Linked DNA regions of Gossypium hirsutum: region 1 is linked to region 2. A link is a contact called in public Hi-C data. All regions are on one chromosome and are shown on one strand. Each heading gives the region's core, a stretch centred on a gene start, on an enhancer-like site or on the middle of the called end of the contact. The rest is flanking DNA. Distances are from core to core; before and after follow the strand shown. Region 1 holds the start of LOC107945543 (transcription factor UNE10). Region 2 holds the start of LOC107945540 (putative pre-16S rRNA nuclease).

What was found. Hi-C and Micro-C count contacts between places; a contact is called where the count stands out from the background.
Region 1: a Hi-C map of leaf shows a contact between it and region 2, with 2.7 times the contacts expected there. The contact joins the promoter of LOC107945543 here to the promoter of LOC107945540 in region 2. A contact is called at or near these places in 15 of 34 Hi-C or Micro-C datasets (anther, callus, fibers and 3 more).

The regions. Positions count from the first base shown.
Region 1 is chrD12:37,858,416-37,864,636 of Gossypium_hirsutum_v2.1, forward strand. LOC107945543 (transcription factor UNE10) reads right to left here and starts at 4,785. Exons shown (of 5, transcript XM_016879597.2): 1 at 4,442-4,785; 2 at 3,684-4,344; 3 at 3,428-3,523; 4 at 3,154-3,219; 5 at 1,250-1,962. The coding sequence starts at 4,548. The coding sequence ends at 1,552.
Region 2 is chrD12:37,725,205-37,731,406 of Gossypium_hirsutum_v2.1, forward strand. It overlaps LOC107945540 (putative pre-16S rRNA nuclease), which reads right to left and starts at 3,965. Exons shown (of 6, transcript XM_041106625.1): 1 at 3,597-3,965; 2 at 3,461-3,520; 3 at 3,263-3,375; 4 at 3,059-3,127; 5 at 2,402-2,453; 6 at 1,819-2,226. The coding sequence starts at 3,884. The coding sequence ends at 2,089.

The DNA of each region.
Region 1 (6,221 bases), core at 3,535-6,034, 130 kb after region 2:
TATGTTAGAGGTGCTCATGGGCTGGGCCGGGCCAGGTTCAGGCCGGGCCCGGAAAAAAAATTTGGCCCGGCCCGAAATATGGGCCTAGAATTTTGCCCAGGCTCGGCCCGGGAAAAAATTCATAAGCCCGGGCCCGGCCCGTTTTTTAAATAAATACCAAAAATTTATTTTAAAAATTAAAACAAAAATAAAAATATTTATTTTAAAAATATTTTAAAATTAAAAAAATTAAAAGTATTTTAAAAATATTTTAAAATTTAAAAAATTTAAAAAAATTATTTTAAAAGTATTTTAAAATTTAAAAAAAATTATTGTATTCCGGCTGGGCCGGGCCGGGCCTGGGCCAAAAAAGTGGTGCCCGAGGCCCGGCCCGTTTTTTAATCGGGCCTTATTTTTTTACCCAAGCCCATATTTTGGGCCTATATTTTTACCCAAACCCTCCCATAGGCCGCCCGGCCCATGAGCACCTCTAGTCTATGTACATCAGAATGAGCCACAGGTGGGACACCCCGTGTAACTTTATGGTTAAGTCACATCAATTTTTAATAGTAGAAATGGATGAAATTTTTAATAAAAAAATAGTTTGCTCTTTGATCTAACATACAGTGACTAATTTGCCCAATTTTTTAATAAAGGAAGGAAAAATGCAATCTAACTCCTAGTATAGAGGCTCTATGGTACTTTTATCAAATATGTATGTATATTGAGTAGGAAAACATGTATCAATCAATAGGACAATCTAATTAGGAATTTCATATCTTTACGTTATTGAAATTGAGGAATTAGTTTTTTCATTTTAATTTATCAAAATTTGGATAGTGTATTTTATAAAAATCGAAAAGTTGGTCCAATTGAATAACACTCTCAAACCTTGTCATTAATAGTTGACTTAAAACTTGTAACTTTATATGCATTCAAGGATTTAGTAAAAATAAACAGCTTGACAATTTATATGCTACAAAGTAACAAAAATTTGATTGAATTTTAGCATAATTAGCATTGTTGTTATTATAGTAATTTGGAACACATGGACTCAAACGTACTTAAACGTGTTTTTTCTCCTATTTAAGGATTAAAAAAGAATTATGAGTTGTAAAAAATAATTTTCCCATTTTATAAACTACAAAAATCAAAATTTGAAGTGTCAAACATTAATTTGTGTGGCATTACTAAGCATCGAAAATTTAGATAATAATTTAGATGTTGATTGGATATGCATTAAATTACAATATTAAAAGTAAGATATTGATTGGTTGAATTTTTAAATTAATTTATTGAAACCTTGAAAATTCATATTTTGTCATATTTTACACTAAATACAAGTTTTGAGGAAAGGGAAAAGCTTGAGAAACCCTCTTGGTAGCTCATGGGAGAACCATTTAATAATATTACAAATTCAAAGACAATAATTTGCAAACAAAACAAAGCTTTGTAATAAAATAAAATAAAAAACATATAACCAACCACTTGAAACTAAAGAATTATAATCCGAGTTCATGTTGTTGTTTTTTTCTTTTTCTTTTTGTGTATAAATAAAGGCACATTGAAAGCTTAACTCTTTGAACTAGAAGCTGGCGGTTGTTGCATTTGTTGATACATAGCGGCCATTCTACTATAAGCATCCATAGTCATCGGTTGTGATTGACAAGCAAGGAATGTAGATAAAGGGTCTGTCATTGAAGCAGCTTGTTGTAACCGATCATTGTTGTTAGAACCATCCCAAGGTGTATTCATTGTCATGAAAGGATTAGACAAAACAGGTGAGATACCAATGATGTTTGGTCGGCCCATGAAGTTCATGTCCATAACACTCATACCCATTCCCATCGGTGCCATCATCGACATTTGAAGTTGTTGTTGCAACATCATCGATGGTAAGTTCATCCTATTCATCATTTGGACTTGTGCTTGTAATTGTTTTAAGTATTCAATCACTTCATCTAACATTGAAGCTTTGTCTGTCTGTAAAATGGTAATAAACATTAAGATTATATCAATGCATTGCAGGCATGACCAAGTCTTGTGTCATTAGTTAGCTGTTTTTCAAAGGCAAATGACAGATTTTCAGACATGTCGAGGACCAAATAAGGGGCCTACCATGAAAGGGTATTTATGTGGTAGCAGGTGATTGTCGCCACACCTATCAACGTAACCCTCTGTCAAGTTGTTCCCCTTTGGCAAATGTGGCTTGGGATCATTTGCAACAGTCCCGAAATTCCAACAAGCAATTTGTAGGTAATATATATATTTGGGGGGGGGGGGTTTGGACCACATACATTTAATATGTTGTTCTATGTCTAAAAATAGATCTCCTAATCATGTGAAGTAAATGTAGGATATTTTTTATTCATGGGATTTATATATATATTTAAATTACCCATATTAAATAATTTGTTCTATAAAATATTTATATATACATACCATCTAAGAGAAGGATAAGCTTGTCGATTGAGTCTTAACTCAGTTGGTATTGACATTATTATCAGTGCAAGAGAACGTAGATTCGAATGCGCTGAAGCGCATTATCCTCTTATTTAAAGATTGGGGAAGGATTACGGATAGTTCTAAGCATTGTATCAAAAATCAAAGACTAAAAATCGTGATTAAATAAAAATATGATACCGGAATAACTTACAAATAGAAAGAATTATTATCAATAATCCATGAAAGGAACCCAAAAAGAATCTAAAAATTATGAAGATTTTTTTCCATTTTCCTAAAATACTTGTTTGTAGACCACAAAAAAATGTAAATATAATATAATATAATAATAGAAAAATGAAAAAAAGACCCCACAAAATTATTGGGTGACAGTGAAGTGTAAGCAGACATCCAAAATAACACTAATAAAAGTATATTATTTGATTGGTCAGCCTTTTTCTTGTTCTTCCTTTTATTTTCTCTAATTTTTATATTTAAAAGAAAATTAAAAATACAAAAAAAAAGAGGAAATTATAGGATAAAGTCTGTATTTTGTAAGTAGAGAATATATGTACAGTAGTCAAGCTTCTTTTGAGCATAGGCAGTGTTTGCGGGGTTTTTAATTGAACTGCATGGATTTTTATTTATCAATACAACTTGTCTATTTCCTAAAATGTTTAATATTGTTTATTAAAAAACTTAAATCTATTGAAAATAATAAAAAAAACATACCTTGCTTGAATTAGGTACCAATTTCTGTAATGTTTTCATCCTTTGATTTATCTTATCTCTTCTTTTCTGAGAAAATCCAAAAAAAAAAAGGATAAATTAAAAAAATAATATTTATTGAGCATATTTAGAAAAGTGAAGTTACTTTTTTATATATGCTTTTTCTTACTGAGCACTCACACTTCGGCAACTAGCCTAAATATCGAATCCAATCATTGACTCTGATTTTTATTTATTAAATTTAATCTATTTCAGGATTGGCAAAGAATAGACTTACACGTTCAGATTGGTTATGGATAGCTGCAGCTCTGCTCCTTTTTGTTGAAATGGAAGATTTCATAGTTTCCTTTTTGTCTTCCTCACCTGTCTCCTCCTTTAACACACCAAATTTGAAATGAAAAAAGAAAAATCAAATTACATGCACATGCAATAATAAATAATCATATTTATTGATTATGGAGTTCTATGAGACAACAGACATGTCCCCATAATGTGTTTTTGTAAGACAAGAAAATAATTGAATAGGACTTTGCCTGAGGTTTACTGTGAGAGGCTGAATCATGATCATTATCTGTTGCAGTCTTCGTGTTTTCAATGGAACCATGTGAAATAGAAGTGAATCCAACACCAAAATCTTTGTCGTACGTATCGACGGTCACGTTCCGGTGACTGTCTCTTCCGAACGTGGCACTGGCACTTGCGCTTTGTTCCCATTCCGGTGGTGCTACTTGTGCACCCACCGCCTTTTCGCGTTTCCTTGTGACATCGTCTTGTGTATTAACCGTCCCACTACAGGATCCTACCCTAGTGGAACATCCCATCATACAAGTTCCACCACCACCAAGACCCGGCATAGATTCCAACACGTGTGCGGTGGTGGTCTTGTCTTCTGAACAAGGAACTAAAGCATCCATAGCCATGGTGGCTGATGAAGACGACGCCGCCGCCGAAACACGGTGGTGGTCCAACCATACCAATTCATCCCCACCAACACCGACAGAATCCTTACTACCATATGGAAAACAAGTAGCCTGGTTCACTATAGACTCTAAAGTGCCACCGCCACCGCCACTGGCTCTTGGTTTATCCCAAGTGGTGGCGTTTAGTTGTTTAGCCACCACACGCGGTGGACCTAAGCTGTGCATGGCTAGTTGCCCATTTTCCCATGTTAATTCAGCTACTTCATAATCTAACCTGCAAAAACAAAATCAAGCACCAACGTCAATCAAAACTAGTAAATTAACTTAGACGTTATGTAAATAAAAACGAAGGGTTTTTCTCTTTTGTGTACATGGGAACATCAGGGGCAGTGGAATTTGAGTTGAAGCGGAACGAGTGATGGCGAGTGGTGAGTGGATTGTTGTCATCCAGTTCCCAACTCGGAACACACTGACTCATTTTTTAACAAAAATCCGTTTTGCTTGAAAGATTTTCAAGTCTTAATGGGATTTGAGAAGGGATTCATATAATATAGTGGGTACTGAGAAATAAATGGTGTACCCCACCCCCCTAGTCTTTATGATTGTGGAGATAAGAATCAAAATGAATTGATGAGAGAGAAAGAGAAGGGATTCTGGTCCATATATGGTAAAATAGTTAAAATGTTTGAAAATAATAAGCACAACACCAATCTTGAACATATAATTATTATGAATGATACCATTATAACGTATAAAACCATCGTTATCCTTTTTCAATTTTTCCCCTCCCTTGTAGGAAAAGAGACGTAAAAGGACAACATGTTAGAAAGCACTGAAAAACACAACTTTTAAGTATCAAAAGAATTAATAGGGTACAAATTGATGATGCTAACAACAAGTCTATTGAGACACAACCGCAGGAAAAGAGTCCAAAATTAAACATCCAATGGAATTATGGTGCAGGGGATATACATAAAGGACGACATTATATGTTTTTATAAACCTACACATTAGTCATACCAAAACAATAACTACACGGATTTTTCGAGGCCCATCACCTTTTGTTTTGCAATTAAGCTATCTTCTATTTCGGAATCGTTTTGAGGTTTGGAATTACTTTTTCTAGCAATATCATCTCTAAAACTCGAATATAAATTTATTTTCTAGAAATGCAACACATATAAAAGTAGTCTTTATTTGTATCAAGAGAAAGGAATTTTGAATGGAAGTTGTATGGGCTGGTAAAGTTGAAAAAAGTCCACAATGGGCTTTGTCTTAGGCCCATAAACTTCATTAAAATGAAATTAGAATAATCAATATAGTAGCCCACATTCACTAAAGCTAAATGCTTTTAGTTGGACCTACGAAACCCATATAATTTCTCAAATGATTTTATTTTATTTTTATTAAAAGTAAATAAATATGCAGACAGACATGACAAATAAATGTTTATATTAGAAACAAAGATGACATGTTACACATAAACGCACAGCAATGATTACTAAATTTTGATTTAACACAAAAACAAAGAAACCAATGATTCGATGCTTCTTTTTCCAAAAATTATTTAGTATTAATATTTAAAATGGGAACATTTGAGGCTTTTCAAATTGATGCATTTGATGTTTTAAATACCAAATTGAGATAATAAAATCTAATTCATTTTTTTTTGTTATTTTCAATGTTTTCTTTCCTTGCAAAAAGCTCATAGACTTTCTTTTGTTTCATTAAATGATTGCTTATTTTAAAACTAATCTCTAATACTAAAATGAGACAAAAACAAAATCGTATCCAACAATATAAAGTGAAAGCTGTTAATTGTAACTAAATCACACCGACAATATTTAAAAAAAAAAATCAAAATAAATCATTAAAGAAACATAATTTATTTTTTTTAATTCGGATTATCAAAATTTTAATTACTTTAACTTTTTCAAATTTTAACCCCGATCTTTATAAACTTTTTTATCAATTTGACTGTTGTTATTTTCCAAGATGTTGACAAAAATATTAATAATGTCGACATATCTCATATGTGTATCAATAAATAATTTAAAAATTATAAATATATTAAAAAATATAAAATACTTACTATATTTAAAATTTTAATGTTTTATTTAATATTTTTATTAAAAAACAATTTGTGAGGAG
Region 2 (6,202 bases), core at 2,715-5,214:
GCGTGCCACGACATGCTAACATTAAAAATGGATAGAACTTTTAATAGAATGATCAGTTTGTTCTTTAATCTAACGTACATTGTCTAATTTGCCCACTTTTTTTATAGAAAGAACAAAATACAATTTGACTCCTAGTATAAAGGACCTCCATGGTACTTTATTGGTTTAGAAATTATTAAAGTAGAGGGAATTATATGGTAAAATTATGGTTTTGATCCCTTCGACTTATATTTGAATTTTGCATAATTTCATCATTTATTTTTATAATATCATTGGTTAGTCCAAATAATGTAGTATGATGAGTTAGAATGGTTTTTTTGAAGAACAAAATTCACACCAATATTTTAGTCGGAGTAGTTAACAATAGAGGGCAAAGCGAGGGGCAACGACATTGGTCCCTTGGTTAAATTAATAAAATTATTTTTTAGCTCCACCTAAAAATCAAACCATTCAAATTAAGTCTTTTTAGTTCTTGGTTTAATAGGAAATTACATTTTTGGTGCCTTAAAGAAATTAATAATTCAATTCAAATCTTTCTAACACGACATTTTTAGCTTTGGCCACCTCAGAATTTTATAATTGTATATCCCCCCAAAAAAAAGGAAGGAAATGCTAGTTACACATTAATTAAAAATATTAACTATTTAGATTAACTAAAGACATTATAAAAGTAAAAATAGATAGAGAAAATTATTTCAATAAAATTTTCCTTACCCAAAAAAACTAAATTAAAACATAGAGGTTAAATACAAAATTTGAATATGGTAGAGGGACGAAACTCAGAACTTGACCGAATTATAACGGGTGGTGGCAGGTGTTTTGTTCTGGTTGGGGCTGTGACACAGATAAAAATGAACGGTTGTGACTTTAGTGCAAGCAAAATAAAGAGAGACTTGAAGAGGGGAAGATTATGACTTCGAGGGGAATCTCCTCCGAATGAAAGTAGTTTTATTCTACTTGTAACAATTGGCAAAGAAAAGTTTATACCAAAAACAGTTAAATTGTATTTTATTCTCTTAATTTAAAAATAGATTTAATTAGTTTTTGTATGTTTGATCGAAAAGTAATTTAACTTTTTCTGTTAAAAAATCTACCTATTTATATTGTTAAAAACTGGTTTGGTCAATGAAATAATTGAACAATGACACATAACATGCTATATAGACCTCATGCTGATATACAATGACTAATTTTTAATAGTAAAAATAATTAAAATTTTTAATAGAATGATTAGATTGCTCTTTGATCTAACGTATAAAGACTAATTTACCCATTACTTGAGTAAAAGGGACAAAATGTAATTTAAATTTTAGTACAAAAACTTCCATGACACTTTCGCTAAAGTTGGTCATCTTTTGCAACTTGCTTGAAGGTTACATTAAGACTAAATGCTTAAATTGAGACTTAATCTTTCAGGGATTGATATATATAAAAGGCAAATCTTTCAAAATGATTATATAAAGGTCAAACCTTCACAATATTGTTCAAGTAAAAGCTAAATCTTTCAAAATGATCAATTACGGACTAAAACTCTCCAAAAATGCTCAAATAGAGACTTTTCAAATGTCGTGTTTTGAGTTTTAAATTATTTGATTTAAACGCATCATATTCCCCTAATTTTAATTACAAATTTGACCCTTATTTGAACACTATAATTACGATTATTTTGAAAGATTAATCTTTTATGTAATTGTAAGCAAACCTCTAAATGGTTCAGCAAAGCACTAATTTGAGCATTTAGCATTAATAATATACTCTTTCCTTTTTATCGTATCATAAGCCTCTTAAATTTGTAGTCAACACCTACATATTCAACTCTTTGAGTTAAATGGTATTATTTTTCATAAATATAAGAGAACTAAAAGGAAATCTGGAATCCTAATTGTTCATGTCACCCCCAAGTGCAAGATTTTTACATTTTCTGTTCTTGGTTCTTTCCTGCTTGGTTTAATGGAAAATTTTGCAGCAAAATCACTTAGGTAGACTAGGAGTTGCAATTGTAAAGCACTACTTCATATGCACTCTCAAATTCATATTCCCTAAACTCTACATAAAACACAAGGATTTGGTTATCCTTACAAGGTATTATCAATCAACAAATTCTTCAGTTGAAAAGTCGATGTCCAGTGGTGTACCCTTTCTAAGTTTTTCTTGCAAATCGATCTGTTTCGGCAAAACAATCTCAATGTCCTCACCGGACATGGCAAAGTATCTCTCTAGTAATATCTGCAGTGAGAAAAAAAAACCAAAGAGGTATAAGAAGAAAATGAACGACATCAAAATTGAAATCCATGGTCTTATTTACAAATTAAACCAAAAGTTTACTACAACCATGAATCACCGTTGAAGAAGTATACTATTATCTTTTTTCAATCATAAAAAAGAGAACAATGCTACAGACCACAGCAGCATATGCATCGGAGGTTTTTTGGCGTGCAGACTTGTTGAGACCCCTGAAAGACAAGTGAAAGAATTATGTTCCAGTTCAGACATCAAGAAGAAAAAAATTCAAAGATACAGAACGATCATGGCCCAGCACGTTATGCCTTTACAATTGTCCTCTTTTCATAACAAGTCGTAGGCATCAACAAACCTAACATGCTAGGCCATGTTGCGAGGCACAAACAGGTGCGTCTTCACAGATTTAAACTCGTGGCCTTACACACAAATGAGCAATACAACAGTCAATCAATTAGTATAGTGGAGTGCACTCTTTTGCATGCAAAGGATCTATGTATATCCAAAAAGGACAATTTCGACATGCTAGGCTGGGTCGTGAGGCACAATCTGCAATTGTCCTCTTCTCATAATCACAAATCTTCAATATAAGGACCCGACCTAGGACACTAGTCCACCTTGTGAGGCACAAACAGATGCGCCTGGCCTTACACACAAATGAGTGCACTCTGCAATATGACCAACACTCAATTAGTATAGTGGAGTGCATTCTTTGGCATGCAAAGGATCTATGTGTATCCAAAAGGGACAATTTCGGAGACACAGCCATCAGAGTCGTGACTAGGACAGGAAATATCAAATTGGGGAAACTTATTTGTACAAGTTAATCATCCTGTAAGCAGCTTCTGATGATGTCCCATGTTCATCTTGTAGATACACTCTCCAACCCCTGAGTTTGAGTAAAGCAATTGACACACACAAAAAAAAAAAAGTGATTTTTTATGCAAATTAAGACTAACCCAAATGGTTGAAGCAAATACACAAACAGTTTGGACTTCAAGCGAGAAACATAAAAAAACATTACCTCTCGGCAGCTCGAACCGCTAGCCGTCCGGCAATACTACGAACTTTGTTCGATTGAGGGGTCTCCTTTCCATCCCAAGATTTAGGGATACCAATTATAAATTCATCAACCTCCTACAATATATATACCTCTACCATTATACCCAAAATTTGCATTTAAGAAGCTTCGAATTAAAAGAGAGTAAGTAAATTTTTTAACCTCTCTTTCAGCCATGTCAAGCAGTTGTAGCTCAAGTTTTTGTCCTCTCAATTTCAAAACCTATAAAGATACAAAAACAGGGAAAACATCGAACAGGTAGTAAACTGAAAACCAAATTGAATGATGTTATTAGTACCGTGAGTGGACGAACGGAGAAACCTTTGCTAAGGGCAAGACCGGTACGTGATGAACCCAAATCCACGCCTAGGCTGAACCCTACTGTACATTGTGGATTGGTTTTACGGCGAAGGGCATTTGGGGGGAATTCTTGGAGAGACGACGATAAGGCATTGGGTTTTGGATTGTAATTACGGATTGGGGTTGAGAAATAAGGAAGAAACAATGGGGATTTTGAGAAGATTAGGTTAGGGTTGGTTTTAGATGGATTGAAAAATGGATGTGATTGCAATTGCGGTGAAGACATTGGAGATCGAGTGTCATACACTAAGCCCCCTAGTTTCCCAATCCAAGAAGAAAATTGTTGGGGGATTTTAAAACATGATCCTCTATAATGTGTAAATTTAAGATTTACTATTTATACTTTAGTTGTTGTACTAGAGTCAAATTGTATTTTTGTCTCTTCTGCTAAAAATTGAATAAAGTGGTCCCTTTAGGTTAGATCAAAGAGTAAATTGGTTATTCTTTTAAAAATTTCATCCATTCCGATTGTTAAAAATTTATTCATGAACATCAACATGAGGTATATGTGACACGTCATGTGTTATTATTTTGTTATTTTTTAGTCATGCCAGTTTTTAATAGTAGTATTGAATACTTTTTTAACAGAAATGACCAAATTACTCTTTAATCTAATGTATAAGAATTAATTTGTCCATTTTTTAGTAAATGAGGCAAAATGCAATTTGACACACAATATAGGGGCCTCTATGGCATTTTTACCCAATAATTTGACATAATTTGGTTCCTATACATAATATCATTAGTTAGTAGAAATGCTAACTACTTGAACTAACTAATGTTATTGTAAAATTAGAGATAAAAGTACCGAGTAGGTCTTTTATTATAAGAATAAAATCAAATTAGCTCATATATTATTAAATAGATTAATTTAGTCTATGTATTATTAAAAATAATAAAATATGATCGAATTTCAACATAATTAACATTTATAATTTTTAAAAAATAATTTATTGTTTTAATTTTTTAAAATTTTTTTATGGTTTTATAAATGAAACATTTTGTTTAAAATTGAAATACAAATGAAAAATTAATAATTTTTGTGCCATTTTTAAAATAGAAAAGAGACTTAACATATATTTTCACCGAAAAATATATGACAAAATTATGAGTTAAAGTATTCAAGAGGTTTCTATATTATAGGGATTGAATCAAATTAAATATTTTATTATTACATGGATCAATTTAGTTTATGTACTATCGGAAAGGATTAAATAAGTCCAAATTGTAAATGAGTTAACATTTACTACATAAAAAATATCTTGAAAATTATTTCTTTTTCCAATTGCAGTTCAATTCCAAACACAAAATTTCATTTATAGAACCATAAAAACTTTAAAAATATTAACTTTGTGAAATAGCAAATGACATTTTTTATGTAACTATATTCCAATTTAGCCTTATTTGATTCTTTTTAATAGTAGAGGGACTAAATTGATCCATTTAATAGAATAAGGATTAATTTGATTAGATCCCTATAATATAGGGACCTCTCAGGTATATTCACCCAAAATTATGTTAAATTCATGCAAATTCACCCAATTAAGGTGGGCTTCCTTGCTTTCCATATTAGAACCAATGGGCTCCATTGACGTCGGGTTGGCCATCTCTTTAACCGGGTTGTTTATCAATACCACTTGGGCTTTTGGCGTGGACGCTGCCCTCCTACTAAGCCTTGGAGAGGGTAGAAAGATAAAAACACCTTTCAAGTCCTTCTCAATTTTGATATTAAGCAAGTTGATCCCTTTCAAAAAGAATTTAAGTAATTTAAACTGTGAATTTCGAAAGTGAGCAACTAATGACTATTAGTTACTAGAATTTTACTTGTAAAATTAAAAGTTTTTATATGTGTTAAAAACATGATCTATTAAAATATGTTTAGATCGAAATTTTATAGATTCTCCTTTTTTGTACTCTTCATAAATTTGAAATTTAGTCTTTATACTTTTTTTTTTCTAGGAATTTAGTCTCTCTACTATCTGATATTTAAATCCAGCTGTTAACACAGTTAAAATTATTTTTTTAAATTTAGATTTATTACAATGTCATTTTTTAATCACATGACTACCAAGTGAATATTTTTGTTAGAAGTTTTGTCTTATTTGAAAGCTTTACTTTTTGTTCATTTGTATCAAACTTAATTCTTATTACTTAAATTTTTCATATGTATGAGAAATTTCAATTGACAACGCGCGCACAAAAAAAAAACTTATTTTGACAAGCCATTTATGGCTTCTTCTTTTTTGTGAATAATCTCATTACATGTTCTGATCATATCTGTTCTTTTTGATACAATGCCTAGAGCTACCTATAGTCCCTCCCCAACCCGTAAATAGGAGGATAATGCACTTCAACACACTCGAACCCACATCTTTCTGTATTAACAACAATACCCTTATCAAATCAATCGAGCTAATACTCCATCAACCATATAAGACTATCTTTAAAATCAATCATACTTTGGAATATAATCCTCATAATATGCTTCTCAGCACTAACTTGTATGAATGAATCACATAAAATTTCATTTCACCAAAAAAACTA